2 separate regions of the Mus musculus genome follow, and region 2 is linked to region 1. Evidence: chromatin contacts called from public Hi-C data. All regions are on one chromosome and are shown on one strand. The core of a region is the stretch at or near the end of the contact, and the rest is flanking DNA. Distances in the headings are between cores, read along the strand shown. Region 1 overlaps Gm39349 (a long non-coding RNA gene). Region 2 has its middle 61 kb from the start of Gm5122.

Region 1 (2,770 bases), core at 198-2,697:
TCTGGTTCCTGATTCTGGTGTTCCTGAAGCTAGACTTAACTGCCCCTTCAAAATGCAACAGAGGCCAGATTTGGGCCAGGTCTTCTGCAGAGTCACTTTGGCACTTAATTGCTTATTATTTAATTGCTTTATTGGGTAGTAAAAAATAAAGTGATCTACTGCAAAGTTATTAGCAAATTCCCGTTTTAAGGGAATAATTACTGAATTCTCCCTGTCTGGGTTGAGTAATTCCCTCCAAGATGCTCAGGGACACTAAACATCTTCGCCAGGGCTGCTCACAGCTCTGTAATATGCAAATAAAGTAACTCTGTAATTACCAATAAAATGCTTACTGAAGTGACAAATTTTACTCAGCAGTGAATTGAGTGTGGGGGGGTGGCGTCATTTGTTTTTAAGGCTCCTTTAACCTTGTTAGCTGGCACTTGTCTTCGAGCTGTTTCATGGTCATTTAAAAAGACAAGGAAGCCCACGGAGGGGGGGGACGGGGTGGGGGGGAGCATAGATAGGGAAAGGCCCTCCTGGGAGCCCTCTCTTCCCACCAGCCCTGCCCTGCCTTGTCCTGTGGGGCCACTGTGGATGCACAGGGCAGGCTAGCCAAAAGGTTTCTGTGTGGACCAAGCACAAGTTTCAGGGCTGATCCTTCCAGATGGACCAAAAGAGACCCATGCCTTGCATCTTTGAGGCAACAACACTGAGCCCAGTTGCTTGGCCCCCCTCACCTTTCAGTAGAAGTGTTTAATCAATGCTACCTCATTCCCAGAGCTATTCAGATCCTCCCAAGGCTTGGGTTTGGTTTTGGGGTTTGGTTGCTATGATAAATACCCTGATGAAGGCAACTTACTGGAGAGAAGACTGACTAAGCTCAATCATGTGGAGGTTGAGGGTCCCAGCAGTCAGAGCTCGAGGCACCTCATGACGTTGTATTCACAGTCAAGAAGCAGTTATGGGATGCTTACATTCCACTCCATCTCTCTTTTTATTCAGTCCAGGGGCCATCCAGCCCATGATATACGGTGTGGCCTACATTCAGGGTGGAACCTCCCATCTCAGTTCACCCACATAAGGAAAAACCCTTACAGTCATGCCCAAAGGCCTTTCTGGTCTACACAATCTCTCACTGAGACTCCCTTTCCAGGTAATTCCAAATCTTGTCATGGCAACGATCAACACTAACCATGCTTTGGTCAGCATGGGCTGGATAAAACAAGTCCAGACCTCTGTGGTAAGTCATCAAATTGGATTTCTTGCTCACTAGTATTCTATGTGTATCCTAGGTCGGGAGGCACTTGGCGAAAGTTGGGGAAAACAGCCACCTCTTCAAGCACTGCTGGCCTGTCACCATGCAGGAAGAAACAGGAAGCACTCGTCACCCTAGAATGATGGCCACTTCCTCTCACACATCATTGTCTGGAACTGTTCCCATGGCTCCACCTAAGCACATTGGGTCAAGAAGTGAAATTCCACCCAGTGCCCAGAAGGAGAAGCAGGAGTGTAGTGCAGTTGCTACCACAGCATGGGCTTTAAAAGGAGAATGAAAACCCGCAAGACAGCTCAGTGGGTGAAAGAGCTTGGCGGGGCCAGCCCGGTGACATCTGTTCAAGCTCTGGAACTCAAAAAAGGCGGAAGGAGAGAACCAACCCCAAAAAGTTGTTTTCTGTCCTCCACACACTGTCCCTACACACACACACACACACACACACACACACCTTTAAAGCTGAGTAGGAATGAAATCCTTTGCTGGGGCGTGGTGAGGGGACTGGGAATGTGCACATTCAGCAAGTTCCGCACAGCACATGGTACTGGATGCTCAATGCATGCCTAGTGACAAACATCCAGGTAGCTCCAAATGCTCTCTCTGCCCCCTTTTTCTCTTTTCCTTCCACACTTACTCTCTGGGTCCCTACTGATTGTGGTGAGAAGAGAAAGCCTTCATAGAATGGATGATGATCGGACCCAGTATATGAGAAGAGGTGACTCGAAAGGAGGGAAGGTGTGGACAAAGGCTGGGAAGACCATGTGCATAGTCAGCAATGCAGGGACAAATGTCACAGCAGAAGGTCACTCACGGATACTACCTACCTTCAGTAGAGGGCTATCCTCAGCACAAGAGAGAAAGAGCTGCATTCTGAAGTCAGTGCGCCAATCAGGAAGATTCCTTGATATGCCTGCCCATAACCCTGAACTGCGAAAATTTTCCTTGGGAAATGAGTCAGAGTTGGGTGAACAGAAACTTAGTTCTGAGCACTGGGAGATGGCTTGGTGGATAAGAGTGTCTAATGTTCACACATGAGATCCTAAGTTCAAATCCCCAGGACCTATGTGGAAGCCAAGTGACCCTCTTGTAACTCTAGCACTGAGGAGAGTGGAAACCAGGGATTCCCAACTAGCACAACCCTCAACTGGGAGCTCCAGCCTCAGTGAGACCCTGTCTCAAGGGGACAAGGCAGACAATAGCAGGTCAGAGCACCTGATGCCCTCTGCCGCTAACTAATTCATGTGAACAGTCATGTGCCACCACTACCCTCAGCCTTAAGACAAAGGTGAGAGAGACAGAAACTTTTATGTGAGACCTAGCTCTCTGCTGAGGCCTACACCTCCTGACTGAAGTCCCGAGTCCCCTCCAAAGTCCTAGGACATTCTCCCCAAAGCACAGAGCCTAACCTTCTCTTTCCCTTCTGTTGCCAGAGGCTGCATTTCTGGGTGACCACATTTGCCCCCGGGATAAGTCTTTTCCCTTCTATTTGCATTAGTAACTGCTCAAAGTCCCACG
Region 2 (2,770 bases), core at 140-2,639, 390 kb before region 1:
ACTGCTCCTGAGAGCGTTTGAGCAGATAAGAGGAAAGGCGAATTAATTAACCTGTCACGCCCTTCTTCTCAGCTTGAGCGCAATAGATTCTTGTATAGCAAATTATTGCTTCCCAGTTGTGCCAAACATTCATTTTCTTGTTTCTCTTCATGTTCCGGTTTCTGGCTCCGGAGATAAGAATTAACATGGTTTTCACAGTACCAGCCCACACTGCAGCAAATATCACAACAGGGAACAATTTGTATTGCTCTCAAATGTCCATCTATCTGCAAAGCTCAAGCGGTGGTGGATGTGATATGTCCTATCGTCGATGAGATGGGCATCAAGTGTTAGAATTGTGAGTTCCCTTATTTGTATCCAAGTCTTTAATATATGATAGTAATTTGAGAATTTGCAATGATTAGGAAAAGCACCTTTGGTTAAGATTTGTGCTATCTTATATGTGGATGTTAGCTTTCAGTGTCAATATGCATGTTATAATTCACATAATCACAGAAATTAAGTATTGGTAAGGGACTAGAGTAGGTGGGTTGGTGGGTGAGGCAGGTGGATCTCTCAAGAAAGAGGAAATAGAATATATAGCTATGTAGAAATAGGAAGATTAGAGCAGGAGGGCTAAATGGGGAAGGAGATGGAAGGGAGAGGGAAGGAGGACATGGGAAGGACAACTGATTGTATTTAGGGCCCGCTTCATGAAATGGAACCTGTCTTAGTTAGGGTTCTATTGCTGTGAAGAGACACCAAGACTAAGGCAACTCTTACAAAGGCAAACATTTAATTGGGTGTTGCTTACAGTTTCTAAGGTTTAGTCCATTATCATTGTAGTAGGAGGCATGGCAGCATGCAGGCAGACATGGTGCTGGAGAAGTAGCTGAGAGGTCCACATCTTGGCCCAAAGGCCACTAACTTCCAGGCAGCTGGGAGGAGGGTCTCAAAGACCACCCCCCACAATGACACACTTCCTCCAACAAGGCCATACCTACTCCAACAAGGCCATAATTCCTAATAGTGCCACTCCCTGGGGCAAGCATATTCAAACTACCACAGAATCTGTGCTTGACATTGCATGGGTGGCCAAGAACTGAGGCTGAATAGTCTAGAGATGTAGGGAAAACCAAACACCATTATTCTGCTAAAGGAAAACTGCCATAAAATGACCCCTAATGACATTCTGTTGTGTCCATACATCCATGCTTCATTCAGCCATCAACAGAGAGACTTCTGCCTGTAGAAGATAAGAACTAACGCAGAGACTCACAACTGGACAATGTGGAGAGAGTCAGAGACCTTGGAACATCTGTCCTAGATGAAATGACTTCATCACCCTCTCTCCCAGGGCTTAGGGAGCTAAGCAGAAGAGGAAGCAAAAAAGTTGTAGAGCCAGAGAGGAAACAGTCATCCAAACACAGCCAGACTGATGCACACATGACCCACTAAGACTGGGGCAGCCTGCATAGGGCCTAGATGGGTTCAAGCCAGATGGGCCCCAGTGCTGAGAGGGGACGTGGACAAGGGCTAACAGTCATTGCTACGTTTTCATCAACGGGCTCTCACTTGGTATGTTACCCACATTTCAGGACAAGCCCCATGCCCAGCAGGATACGCAACACAATACAGACTCAATGATATTTTTGCAGACTTTTTTTTTTTTTTTTTTTTTTTGGTCTCATTTTGCTTTGCTTGGGCACTTTTTGTATTCTGTTCAACACCGTGGGTTTTGTATGTGTGTGTTTCTTGTAGGTTTTTGTGGGGGGAGTTATTTGTTTTAAAGAGAGAAAGAAATGGCGCGGAGCTTGGTAGGTCAGGAGGTGGGAGGATCTGGGAGGATTTAGGAAAAGTGTGATCAGAATGTATTGTATGAGGATATGTTTCAGTAAAAAATGAAAGTTAAAAATAAGTCAATCCAAAAGCTGCAGAAATGGCTGCTTTCTTTTTCTTTTTCTTTTTCTTTTTGCTATTGGATCAGTGAGAGGGCTCAGTGGGTAAAGGCACTTGCTGCCAAGCCGGGGGACCTGAGTTCAAGCCCAGTACCCACGTGGTAGAGGAGAGAACTGACGGCTACGCTTTGTCCTCTGGCCCCAGGCACACACTATGGCTCTCCTGGACCCCCTCCTCTTGCACACATACAAAATAAAAATAATTTGTATTCATTAATTGTCATGTTTAATTTTCTGCTTAGTTTTTTAGCAATTAGGAAAATTTGGGAGAGTGGATAACTGACTGAAATCATATTTGAAAAAAAAATTGTAGTTTTCAACTCTCAAAGTATCATGTTTTAGAAATCGAACCACACCATAGTTTATTCCATTGCAGTTACAGTCACATTTTATCTATTAATCCTTAGAGAAGTACTGCCAGCAGAATAAAGTTTGGTGAAGATGAACATTGGGCTGGAGAGATGGCTTGTGGTTAAAGTTCTTGCCATGAGAGCAAGAAGACCTGAGTGTGGACCCTCAGCATCCACATAAAAAGCCAGGGAAGCTGGCCTACGTTCTGCACTTCTTGAACTGGGAGGCAGAGACAGGCGATCCCAGGGGCTCCATGGCCAGTCAGCCTTAACCTGTGAGAGACCCTGACTCAGCAGAAAAACTAAGAACAGCTGAGGAAGATAGCCACTGCTGACCTGTGGCTACTGTATGCACAAGTACATACACATGCACACACAAACATGTGCCCACACATTGCATACACACACACACACACACACAAACACACACACACATGCACACTTAAAGATTTTACCACAACGAAGGCAAACATTTTCATGAAA

The links. Hi-C and Micro-C count contacts between places; a contact is called where the count stands out from the background.
Region 2: a Hi-C map of bone marrow-derived macrophages shows a contact between it and region 1, with 18 read pairs. The contact joins two enhancer-like sites. A contact is called at or near these places in 2 of 39 promoter capture datasets (the 3T3-L1 cell line and hippocampal neurons), 8 of 484 Hi-C or Micro-C datasets (bone marrow-derived macrophages, cerebral cortex, embryonic fibroblasts and 4 more), 9 of 115 datasets of contacts at active chromatin or transcription factors (craniofacial prominence, embryonic basal ganglia, embryonic forebrain and 6 more) and 1 of 9 other capture datasets (embryonic stem cells).

The regions. Positions count from the first base shown.
Region 1 is chr9:61,348,469-61,351,238 of GRCm38.p6, forward strand. Gm39349 (a long non-coding RNA gene) reads left to right here. Exons shown (of 5, transcript XR_870815.2): 5 at 1-260. Among named protein-coding and RNA genes, the nearest start is that of Gm39349, 10 kb to the left of the region's middle. Within about 2 kb of position 1,448, at least 39 of the 459 cell types and tissues checked have an H3K27ac peak or open chromatin away from gene starts, as enhancers often do. A contact at or near this core is called in bone marrow-derived macrophages, where this site is marked.
Region 2 is chr9:60,954,467-60,957,236 of GRCm38.p6, forward strand. No RefSeq gene overlaps it. Among named protein-coding and RNA genes, the nearest start is that of Gm5122, 61 kb to the right of the region's middle. Within about 2 kb of position 1,390, at least 1 of the 459 cell types and tissues checked has an H3K27ac peak or open chromatin away from gene starts, as enhancers often do. A contact at or near this core is called in bone marrow-derived macrophages, where this site is marked.